Regions from separate parts of the Hordeum vulgare genome. Here region 1 is linked to region 2. Evidence: chromatin contacts called from public Hi-C data. All regions are on one chromosome and are shown on one strand. Each heading gives the region's core, a stretch centred on a gene start, on an enhancer-like site or on the middle of the called end of the contact. The rest is flanking DNA. Distances are from core to core; before and after follow the strand shown. Region 1 has its middle 99 kb from the start of LOC123402403. Region 2 has its middle 250 kb from the start of LOC123402403.

Evidence for each region. A called contact is a pair of places that touch in the nucleus more often than the background predicts.
Region 1: a contact with region 2 is called in a Hi-C map of leaf, with 4 times the contacts expected there. The contact joins two enhancer-like sites. A contact is called at or near these places in 1 of 6 Hi-C or Micro-C datasets (leaf) and 1 of 1 datasets of contacts at active chromatin or transcription factors (embryo).

What each region holds. Positions count from the first base shown.
Region 1 is chr6H:34,417,540-34,423,221 of MorexV3_pseudomolecules_assembly, reverse strand. No RefSeq gene overlaps it. Among protein-coding and RNA genes, the nearest start is that of LOC123402403, 99 kb to the left of the region's middle. Within about 2 kb of position 4,256, at least 3 of the 3 cell types and tissues checked have open chromatin away from gene starts, as enhancers often do. A contact at or near this core is called in leaf, where this site is marked.
Region 2 is chr6H:34,271,210-34,277,298 of MorexV3_pseudomolecules_assembly, reverse strand. No RefSeq gene overlaps it. Among protein-coding and RNA genes, the nearest start is that of LOC123402403, 250 kb to the left of the region's middle. Within about 2 kb of position 3,533, at least 3 of the 3 cell types and tissues checked have open chromatin away from gene starts, as enhancers often do. A contact at or near this core is called in leaf, where this site is marked.

The DNA.
Region 1 (5,682 bases), core at 3,007-5,506, 150 kb before region 2:
ATCGGAAGTAGTTGGGCTGGCCCACCTGAAGCTCGCGCGGGCGACCATGCACCAATGCTTGCACGTGGTACGTAGCAGAGCTTGGCTTGATTGCATGTGAGAGCAATTAAAATTACCAATGAGTGTTGTACCACTTCACAAAAGTAATTTTAGTGTTTGTGGCCATGTGGTTATCTAACTAAATTTTAGTTTTACTTTGCAAGACGATTACGTATGCTATGTTTTGTCCTTAACAATCTACCAATCATCATCTGACATGCGAGTCGGGCTTGCTAAATGTATTGCCAAATCAGCATCTTTGCTTGACTCTAAAAAGCCGCCCATGTTGCCGCTCCTCAGCCGAGGATGCCACTCTTTGTTTCTGATATTCCTTTTCATCATTGTTACTATTGATGGACAAGCTGAGCCAACCGCTATTTCACCTGAGCAAAGCCAGAAAAATTAAGATTGTTCGTTTTCTTGGGTTAGGATGTTCTATAGGATGACAAGGCATGAGTGGACGAGGGATGGTAGAGCCTTGAAGTGGCCAAGTAGAATGAGGAAGAACATCAATGCAGGCTGTAATTTTGGCTATCCGTCGGTAGTTCCAAATGCCTCCAATACCTATGTCTATCAAAAACCTCAATTGTGCAAAGATGCAACAAATAATACACTCAATGATACTGGATAATTCCAAGGCATGGAAGTGAAAAGTATGAACTAAGCTATTCATCTCCTCACTGGCAAACCCTCGCTCTTTATAGATCATGTGAATGGTGGATAGTGACGTAAATATTGTACTTGGGTGGGCAAGTAGCAGAGGATCTTTTATTTTAGGAAAAATAATCCATTTGTTCTATATCCACACACAGTTCACTATCAGTCAATTTCTATGGCTAAGAAAGGGTTGTGTCTCCATGCTTAGGCCTTGGCCATCGTGGAGCAAGGTGAGTGATAGGGTTTGTTGGTATTTTTGGGTGTTTAAATATTCTTTTTCTCTTTTTATATTTTGCCTTTTTCAATTTATTTTTCCATATATTTTTCGTACTTTTTGTAATATAAGGTGATCCTTTTCCGAATATATGGTGAACTTTTTTTGGTGTGTACGATGAACACCTTTTTAATATACGATGAACATTTCTGTTGTATATATTGAACAAGTTTGAATATCTGATGAACTTTTTAAATTATACTGTGAGCATTTTTTGAAAACACGTTGAATACTTATTTAATATACAGTAAACTTTTTCCACGTGAAGGTTTGTCTATTATACATTGAACTTGTTCAAACACATATTGAACACTTTTCTGAAAATCTTCAAAAGATGTTCAACATCTCAAAAAATATTCACATTTTTAGAAATTGTTACAAAATAACCAACCAAAAAGCTGGTTGGGGACTGTACATCTTCACCACAGTGTCTACTTTCATATAGTGTATTGGCCCTAACAGTGTCAGCTTGCAATAGTGTGTTGATTGTTACTACATCCCAAGCCAGCCGACCCGTTCGAGTCGCACCTATGCGAAGGCGAGGGTGTTTGCCGTTTGCATGCATCCTATAGAACCTCTAGCATTAAGCATCGAATTGCCAGCCTCCGGCACAGGGGAGCGCCCGACTATGCCTGCCCACTGGTGCACTGTAGTGGATGGTTTTTAAATTTATTTTCATTATGTTTTTCCCTGAGTATGACTTTTTCATATGAAGATATTTTTAAATTTACGAACTGTTTTGTAACAAGTGAAAAGAATTATGGAAATGCAAAAGTTTTTTAATATTTCTTCACACATTGTTTAAAACGAGATCATTTCCAGAAAACTGGAACATTTTATAAATTTTTATTTTTTTAAATAGAATAAGTATTCTCAATTTTTTTATAAAATTATGAATGCAGGAACATTTTTGAAATTATAGACAATTATTAATAAGGAAAAATATTTTTGAAAACTCACAAAATTTTTTTGAGATGAAATTGAATTTGTGAACAAAATTTTAAAAGGGGGACATTTTATTAAATTCCAAACAATATTTGAAAATAAATATTTTTCGAAAATTCCTGAAGATTTTTCAATGTGCAAACATATTTTATCTGAATAAAGTTTGGACATGGAAATGGTTATTTGATTTTTTTTAAACAGTACTTAAAATTACCAAACATATTTATCACAAAAACAATTACGAAAATGAAACAAATAAAAAGAAAACTGTTAAGACAGAAGGAAAAAGAAGAAAAACAGAACTAAACTTTCGAGAAGGTTTGCAGTACCGGAAGCAACGTCCAACTCTCCTAGCATAAAATGGACCGACCGGCTTGGTCAAGTTTGTGTGACGCGCCGACTACTTGACGTCACAAGAGCTATATTTCGCTTATACAAGACTATGTAGAATATATTTTGCTCCTAAATTTATTATATTTATTTTTTATATTTGGAAACATAAACAAAACTGAAAAGCAGCAAATAAAAAAGATGAAAAAGTACAAAGCAGAAAACGAGGTTGTGGCCTCCCATGCATCTGGACAGGGTCATCTTACTCCTCCTTCAGGCGAGGGTTTCCTCGGTGTTGCTAGAACTGCGGAATAGCAGTGCCCACTTGACGTAGATGGCATATATGACCTCCTACTCGCCGCGCATTGTGGCAAGGAGTCGCGCGCCGCACAGGGGTGGCGCCCCCGACAGGGCCAGCCCATCTTTGGATCTCCCCCAACTGGGCCGGTCCAACTTACTTTTTTGTTTCAAAAAAATTTAATAGTTGTTTTGATATTTTTTCCAAATTCTGGAATATTTTTATAAATTCCGGAACAATTTTTCCACAAATCCGAAACATTTTGACAAAAATTCCGGAACATTTCTTCAAATTCCAGAACATTTATTCAAAATTTTGGAACATTTTATCAAGTTCCAGAACATTTTTTCAAATTCTGGAATATTTTTTAAATTTCAGAACATTTTTCAAATTCCAGAACATTTTTGCAAATTCTGGTACACTTTTTCAAATTCCTGAACATTTTTTGCAAATTCAGAACTTTTTTGAAACAGAAACAGGAAAAAAAGAAACAAAAATAATAAATAATAATAATAAAAAACCGGTTCAAGGAATCTTCTTGAAACTTTCCAAAACCGAAAAAACCCGGCTAAGAAAGTCTATAATGTTCCCAAAACCGGCTGCCTGAGTGGGCTGGCCCAATTCACTCGCTTCAAGAGATGGCCTGTGCGAAAGTCCGATATTTTGATGCAATAAGCTTTAAATAGGATTTTCGGCATATATAATTTTCCGTCCACATCTCCTCTTGACGTTTCGGCCCGGTCTGTGTGAGGCCCATTGTATTAACTCTGACCCATGTGCAGACGGCTTGGGCCCCTTTTATTTCTCAAAGAAAAAAGTGTAGAAGGCGTGGTTGCACTTCAAAGCGAAATTACAGGTGGACCGTGAAAAGAATAATAAATGTCATTGCTTTATGAAATATGTGGTGTTATGCAAAGGTAGATACTCCCCTCATTCTCTTATACAAGGACACTTTGTTTTTCATGTCAAACTTTGACTTATAATTTTTGTCAGCAAAATATGGAGTATATGCCATAAAAATATATTATCGATAAGTTATTTGAAGTGTTCATCCAATGACATACTTTTTATGGCATATAACTCATTTTTATTGATAAAATTAATGGCCAAAGTTAGATATAAAAACATGAAGTGACCTCGTATAAACGAATGAAGTGAGTAACAATGTTTGTTTTGTTTTGAAACAAAATTGTTGTTGTGTATTGAGTGTAGCTCACAAGAGTTGAAGTCCTAAATTTGCATCGATGGCTACATTTTTCCGGATTTATTTTAACGATGACTAGGAAAACGTTTACTACGACTTTATCAACTTCAAAATATCATAGCGACTTACTATTTTAAAATGCTTATAGAGGTACGATGTGGGCGTGTAGCGTTGGTAGGGTCAAGTACACACGCATCAATACGTGTATGTGAGCGTCTAAACCAAAATGTTGTTTGAATCGTCAGATTTGACCAGACTAACTTAACCATCCAAGCTCAGGGCCCTGGGCCGTCGAGCCGAGCCGCGCATTGAATCCCCCGAGAGAGAGATAAATTCCCTCAAAAAAGAAAAGAAAAAAAGAGAGAGAGAGAGATAAATCCACCAGCAAACATCCCGCAGGGGATCCCTCCAAATCGGCAGAGAATTTAACAGCGTCGGAGGGGAGGGGAGGGGAGGGGACCATGGCCGGCCGAGCGAGCATCTCATGCCTTTTCTCACGTGCTCACCCTGTGGTCGGTCTGCTTCTGCCTGCGGAGGGCGCCTGGACCTGGAGCCGGACGGGCAGGGGCAGGGGCCTGGGCTCGACTGGGCCCAGTCCCACCATGTGTGCCGTCCCGACAGATCACTCAAGTTCGCTCGAGCACCGTCTAGCGTTCCTGGTCCCATACGGATCGGCGGCTTTCATTTCCGCTCCTGTACTGTGCTACTGTTCACCGGTGAATTCGAGGCACGCCTGAGTTCGAACGGATCAGCAGCCCGCGAGAGGCTGAAGTTTCACCAAACATGTGCTGGGGTTTTCAACTTTTTGAATGAAGCAGGTGATGTAACATGGGTCAAAAGCCCGGCCCGGGCCGGACCCTCCTCACGCCACCCGGTAGAATTGACATGTGGACAAAACAAATTCATAAACTAGATTGTGTTTAATTTTTTTACTCGGCTGATCTTTGTCTGTGACGCCCGACAGTCAGACACCACACTACAGTGTGTGACGCCTTAGGTAAAGACGTCACACCCTGACCATGCTCGCGCCTTGTGGCGGCCGACCCCACCCCAGCAGTGTGGCGTCTAAGTGAAAGGCGCCACACATGTAATGTGTGACGTTGAGGCCTTAGACGCCATGCTGGCACTTATGAGACCCGCGTGCCGGCTTTCCCCACCCCCACTCCATTCACCTCCATCAACCAGAACACATAGAGAGGTCCCCCTCGAGTCCCCCTCTCTCCCTTTCTCAAATCCCTCCCCAAATCTTGCAGATCTGAAGGCTTGGTCGAGGGATTTGGAACTCAATCCATCCCTTCAGGTAATCTCCCCTCATCCCCCCTCTCATCCAAAAAAAATCTCATTTGCTCAACTTTTTTGTAAATTTAAGCAAACCCTCGTTCTTCATGAATTTTTGGATGTGGATGTTTTTGTTGCACTTGTTTGTATGTTAGGATTAGGGTTCTTTGTATGTAAGATTGAGGGTTGTGTTAGGGTTAGGGATATGTAATGTCAATGTTTACCTGCTCGGCGATAAGCAAATTCTTCTCGTTGGTGTATTGCTTGTACAAAATACTCACATCGCTCGTCACCTCCGATACCACGTCCCACTTGTATTACAGGTGATGGAACATGGGTCAAAAGCCCCGCCCAGGCCGGCCCGCCCTCACGCCACCGGGTAAAATTGACAAAATTGACATGTGGACAAAACAAATTCACAAACTGGACCGCGTTCAATTTTTTAACTCAGCTGACCCTTTTGTGTGATGCCCGACAGCCAGGCGCCACACTACACTGTGTGACGCCTTAGAAAAAGGCTTCACAACCCGGCCATGCTGGTGCCCCGTGGCGGGACGACCCCATCCCCCAGAAGTGTGGCGTCTAAGTGAAAGGCGCCACACATGTAATGTGTGATGCTGAGGCCTTAGATGCCACACTGGCACTTATGAGACCCGC
Region 2 (6,089 bases), core at 2,284-4,783:
TATGAAACTATGCTATATCATTTGTTTTTGAAAACATGCAAAACATTTGTATTTGTTGAAAACCGACGGCTAGCCGGCTACGTAGACAAATATGGATCAACGCGTTGGACGCGCTGCCGACCCAAATCATAAACTGGCCGACACAGAGCCGGCGGACGACCCAAACAGACAAATAACGAACAAAATGACCGTCCGTCTGGTTCGACCGGTTAGAGTTGCCCTCAGCGCCCTATTTTTATGGGTTTGCCACGCTTTAGCCTGGTCAAATTAATCACAAACCAAACGGCCTCAAAATCTTTTGCCACCGGCAGCACCACCAGTCCGACCAGAGCTGGAATTCCACCATTCTCCGCCTGCTCCGCCTGCCTCATCCATTCAACTCCACGACGTCAGGTAAAATTTATATTCCGTGACAGCTTTGCAGGACACGTTCTCATCAAGGCTGCCACCATATTCTAACCGCTAAAAAGGATCGCATACACTGCGATCAGCACCAGCGGGAGAGGGAATCCGCTTTCACAAGGTCGACCAGCTGCTTAGTGCCAATCGGCTCCTTGTCTCTTCTCCTCGCTCGCTTGCCGATCCACCAAAGAATCTCGATCCAGGAGGGAGGAGCATATATTCCTCGACACCTAATCAGTGATCACCACTCACCCAGTCTTTTGGCATGCAAAACAACGAGGAAAGGAGAGGAGAGGAGGAGCCTAATGCCGGCCCGCTTTTTAGCTCCTATGTGAGTGTCTACTCAGCTAATTGAGTTTGGGGTCAGATCGCGGCGACGGCGAAAGCCATGTCCGGAAACTTGGCATGCGCGGTACAACGAAAACGATCGAGTTTTATTCGTGTTTGTACAGTGATGCCTGGGAACTTTGCATGTTTGTACAGTGAAAAGAGCGCCCGAGTAGCCAAACAAAAGCATGGTCTTCAGGTTTCATTCAGAATGATTGCCGATAGCTAAGGCCCTGTTTGAAACCACCTAGATTATATAATTCAGTTTTTATAATCTATTATGTTTTCAAACAGGATAACTTATAGTGTAGATTATAAAAACTAGATGGATAGATTATTAAAAACTCATAATCTACTCTATACTAGCTAAAATCAGATTATGGATTGCTAATGACCCATTACCCTTGTAAAGTTGGAGATAATAACATTTCTACCACCGCTACCCTCCTCTTTTAAAAAAACAGAGGGTAGATAGGCCTCCAAACATGTTCACCTAAATTATTTTTATAAACCAGATTATATAATTTATCTTCATAATCCAGATTATCATAATCTATTATGGTTCCAAACAGGGCCTAAGTCATTGTAGATGACAGCAAAGGTTGGTTAAATCGGACAAGTTTTTTGGTTTTGACATTTTATGCTAACAAATTCTGAAATCAACGTCACTTTTAATTATTATTATTGAGTCTGGTCTCTTTTGCTGACGCCAACACCTCTGACGTCTGGTTTGCATGTGGTACGGGCTTGCATGACCGGCTGATCCGTTGAGTCTTCGATGTGTCAAAGGGCGAGCGAGACGCCGGGACTCTAGCGTCTAGTACCAAACATCAAGGACCTTAGCGAGACGTCGGGACTCTGGCATCTAGTACCAAACATCAAAGGCACATAGGGTCCTTGGCGTCAACCCTTTGACGCGTCAGAGACTTAACAGATCAGTTGAACATGCAAGTCGGTACCAGACGCGGGTAGGTCAGATTCGGAATTTTATTAAAAGTAAGATCAATTTTGAATTTTGTTAGGCCAAAAGGTCAAAACAAACAATTGTCCCGTTAAATCCGCCCTGGTTTATGGGGCAAAAGGAGTCACCTAGTACAAAACTAGCTCATTGAATGGTGAAAGATTCCAACTAAAAATAGGCAATTATTTGCTTAACAATGGTTCATATCACTAGATTCACTATTCATATCAACAGCACATGTCATAATCAATCGCTATTCAGAAAATATGACGGCCATTCAGGAAGACTCACGTCCCAACAATCAGATGCACACTGTCAATTCAACCCACAGAGGAAATACTGTTGACGAGCCAGGAAATGATTATGAACATCTAATCTGAAGTTGCATACAACGGAAGAGTCACTTTGGATTCGACCAGTTTACTGTTACAAACTCACTTGTCTGTTTTGCTACAGTCAACTGTTTGCACAAAACCAGGTTGCAAGTTCATTCTGATACAACCACATGGTACAACACAACTATCGAAATATCCAGGAAGCAACAGAAGAGCACAAACCTGGCACAATTTCAAAAAGAAAAATTGGATCACAGATAGGATCGAGATTAGCCCGCTACATCCTGTGCAGTGTAGTGGTCAAAAGAAGCATACAAAAAAGAGCTCCCTACACTCCTATCCCTATGTACACTTTGATACTTGTGCCCATTCACTTCATCATTGCACCTTACAGGTCATAAGCTCTTCAACGAATATGATAGGTCTGGAATCAAAAGGCTGAAATTCTGCCAAAGAAAAGAACAGGGCTCTACACATTACATGTTTCAAATATCTGGAATTAGAATCTGTCCTGAAGGCAATTCAGAGCAGAGTACAGCAAATGTGCTAAATAAAGCATATGGAGACACATGCAGCCCATGTATCCTCCCAGAAGAAGTCGTCCACAATTCCCAGTATCTATCTGCAGAGCAGAGAGCTGCTAGCCCCCCTACTACATGTAGTAAAATGATAGCAGCATCCATCTACATCAATAAATGTTGTGCACACTTCAATCAGGGTATCAGGCCAAATACTGAATCTACTATTTACATGTGCACGAGACCCGCCCCACGATCCAAATCGAAATTCGCGTCATGGCTAGATTATTCGAACCATCTCGTAGCATCCCATACAGCACAATTATTTTGGGGGGCTCAATTTGCACCGCAACCTGGAACGAATCCTTCGATTTGGGTCGGCTCAACTTGCACTACAACCTGGAACGAATCCTGACACACACAAAAAGAGAGGATTAGATCGGTCAGGCACATCGCCGAATTCCGTTAGATCGCACAAGCAACAACAATTAAAGCTGGGCGCCGGATCTGGATCTAGCGAATTTCCTAATCCAGGCAAACATCAGGACGCCTCGAGCAAAAAAACGGGATCGCGCATAGAAATCGGCAGCGAGTAGCAGCAATCAGCCACCAGCCTCCGACCGATCGAACCAGGCAGGCGCCAGAGCACCGACCAATTCGGGCGGGCGCGGGGAGGGAGCGAAAGCGGTGGCGGTGGTCGCTGCGCCGGCTCCGATTCACTTGGTGCAAGGCGGGATCCGGCCCTTCGGGGCGGGCGGAGGGTCCCGATCTGCACCAAGCGAGCCCGAGGCGGCGGCGACGGACGGGCGCGGAGGAGGAGACGATCGGTCGACCGATCCCGATCCGGCGGGCCGGCGGTGGACTTTGCGGGTGGGGTGGGGGGGCGTGCTACCTACGGCGACTGGTCGCTGCGTGGAAGGGGAGAGGAGGAGGGGCGCGGGCTTTATAGCTGGGCTGGGGGAGGTGGGGATTCGGGCGAGCATATTAGGGCGGGGTAGGTGGGCCCGCGCCCGCAGCACAGGCATGTGCGCCGCTCCTCTCCTCTCCTCGGCGCGGCGCAGCGGCATGCCTCGTCCGATCACTCCCCTGCGGCTCTTGGAGAAAGGGGATTTTTTTTCCTTTTCTACTACTACTATCACTACCACACAAGGATTTGATGGTGGTGTGTGTATATTTGCTCTGTTCCTTGTCTTTCTAAATTCCTTCTTTGTCATGGTGGTGAAATGGACTGGTTCTTTCCGCATCAAGGGTTTCCTTTCCTTTTTGAAATCGCTTGTTTCGGATTTGATTTGATATCGGGTCACCACCCGTGTTGGAATTATAGCAAATAAAACAAATGAAATGGGTTGTTCATTGTCACAAATGGAAAGGGGATTTCGTGGGTACCTCTGCTGATTTGATAGAACCGTGAACGTCAACGCATCGACGGATCTTTAGGGTTCGCTAGAGCCCAACATATCGACAATTTTAAAGGGACTCCGTAAGGGGTATGCCAACTTCTCCAAAGAGTTTGGCACCAGATCCGATCAATGGGAGGGAAATTGACGAGTCATGAAAGAAGATGTGACGGCAATATCGGAGAGGAGGCTCACTTGAGTGGTATGGTATTGTTGCTAGCATCGAGGTGAGCACGACGAGTGAATTGTAGGCTAGGTTTTCAACTAGAAGAAGATGTGGGTGGCGGCGGTCCATCGGTTTGGAGTCTAGGATTAGAGATAGAGAAGGTATATATATGAGGGTGTAGATAATGAGAACCGTTGGATTGGATCCAAGGGTTGACATATGTTCTCTTATAGGGTTAGGGTTTGTAAGTGAGTGAAGGGCCGGCGGCAGCACTCATTTCTATTGTTGTTACGTGGAATTTTGGCCCAAAAATCATATTGGGTCTTATTCAGTGGCCACGCGTCTTTTATTCTTATCATTATGGTTTTGTAAGTTGGGAAAATGTTGGCTAATGTATCGAGAAAAAAAACTAATCACATAAACGGAACTAGGTGCCTCAAATGAACCAATATTGACAACGCTTGTTCTTATGTAAAGATGACAACGCACAATATATCTTGGGGGCAAGAAAGCGAGTACGAAACAAATGGATTATATCCCATCGACTCTACCATATTAGGAAAACAATGATGCCTGTCGCACTAAAATAGCAATTAGTGGTCATCACCTTGAAAGGAAAATCTTTATTTTTGTCAAATGGTACAAAGATTTGCCCAAAGGTTTGATTCAACTTATTTTCTTGCTATAAAGCAATTTTGGAGTTAAAAAATCCATATTATCCTTCTGATTTCTAAGGCAATGAGACATTTCTCGTGAGGAAAAACGCCTGTTTATTTCACATAACCTTCCAACTAGTAGCAAATACTCACGTGTTAGTGTGGAAATGACACATCAAGTGGAGGTATCTATGTTGTGGACATGAGTGTCATGTTAAAATGTATGCCGCCTCATGGTAATCGTCAACATCGTAGTATTTTTGTCAACCATTATGCACCTATTTGGTTTCTTCTTTCCATTTGTACGTCTTTTCTTGTACGATCATTTGTGATTCTATAAGGGGTGATAATTACCTCGATCTAGATAGGATCCTTGTAGTATCATGTCTTTTTTCCTCGAGACCCTAGATTTTGTCTAACCATAGGAAGTATGGTGGTACTGAGGGACAATTTACAAATTCTTAGTGTCTCAATCGTCCTTTGTTTTGCCGCATCGAATGTTGCAAGTACTTGCACTACAAAATATGCTTTATTCAGTGACAAAAATACTAGTGACGAAACATGAAACATCGTCAAAGTTCATTTCCAGTGATGGTCCACCGTCACGAGGTTTTTACCCCGAGGGAGCGCCCTCGATAACTTTGGCGATGTTTCAAGCTGATTTTTGGCGACGTATTGGGCCGTCATTAGGCATGTTCATTTTCTGCGACAAGTCTCGGTGTCACAGTAAATGTTGGTGGGTCCTTCTTTCTAAATGTAAATAGAAGAATAATAGGTAATTATTTTCTGCTTGATTCATTTAGCGGGATCTCGTTTCATAATAGCGGGAACTTGGAATTGGGATCGTCTGGTTCCATCATAACAAATGGAATTAGTACCGTCGGCTTAGACGTGAATCAACATCGACCAATGCCTAGTGATATTATACTATCATTCTAGGATAATTTTCTGGTTCCATCATAACAAATGGAATTAGTACCGTCGGCTTAGACGTGAATCAACATCTACCCAATGCCTAGTGATATTATACTATCATTCCAGGATAATTTTTTGATTGTTTCATGCTATTATACTATTATTCTAGGATAGTTTTTGAGTAATAATTTACCAATTTATATTATTTTTGAGCACTAAAATATTAACCTGGTGCCTAGTGCCAGTTGTTGTTTCTTGCGTGTTTTTTTACTTTTCAGATTTATAGTACCAAACAAAGTATAACTTCCCCAAAACGTTTTTATGATTTTTTGTGGACCAAAAGAAGACCTGGAAGCCTCGGGAGAAGACCGGAGGCTAGGGGGGTCGGCGTGCCCTGTTGTCTTGCCCCTTC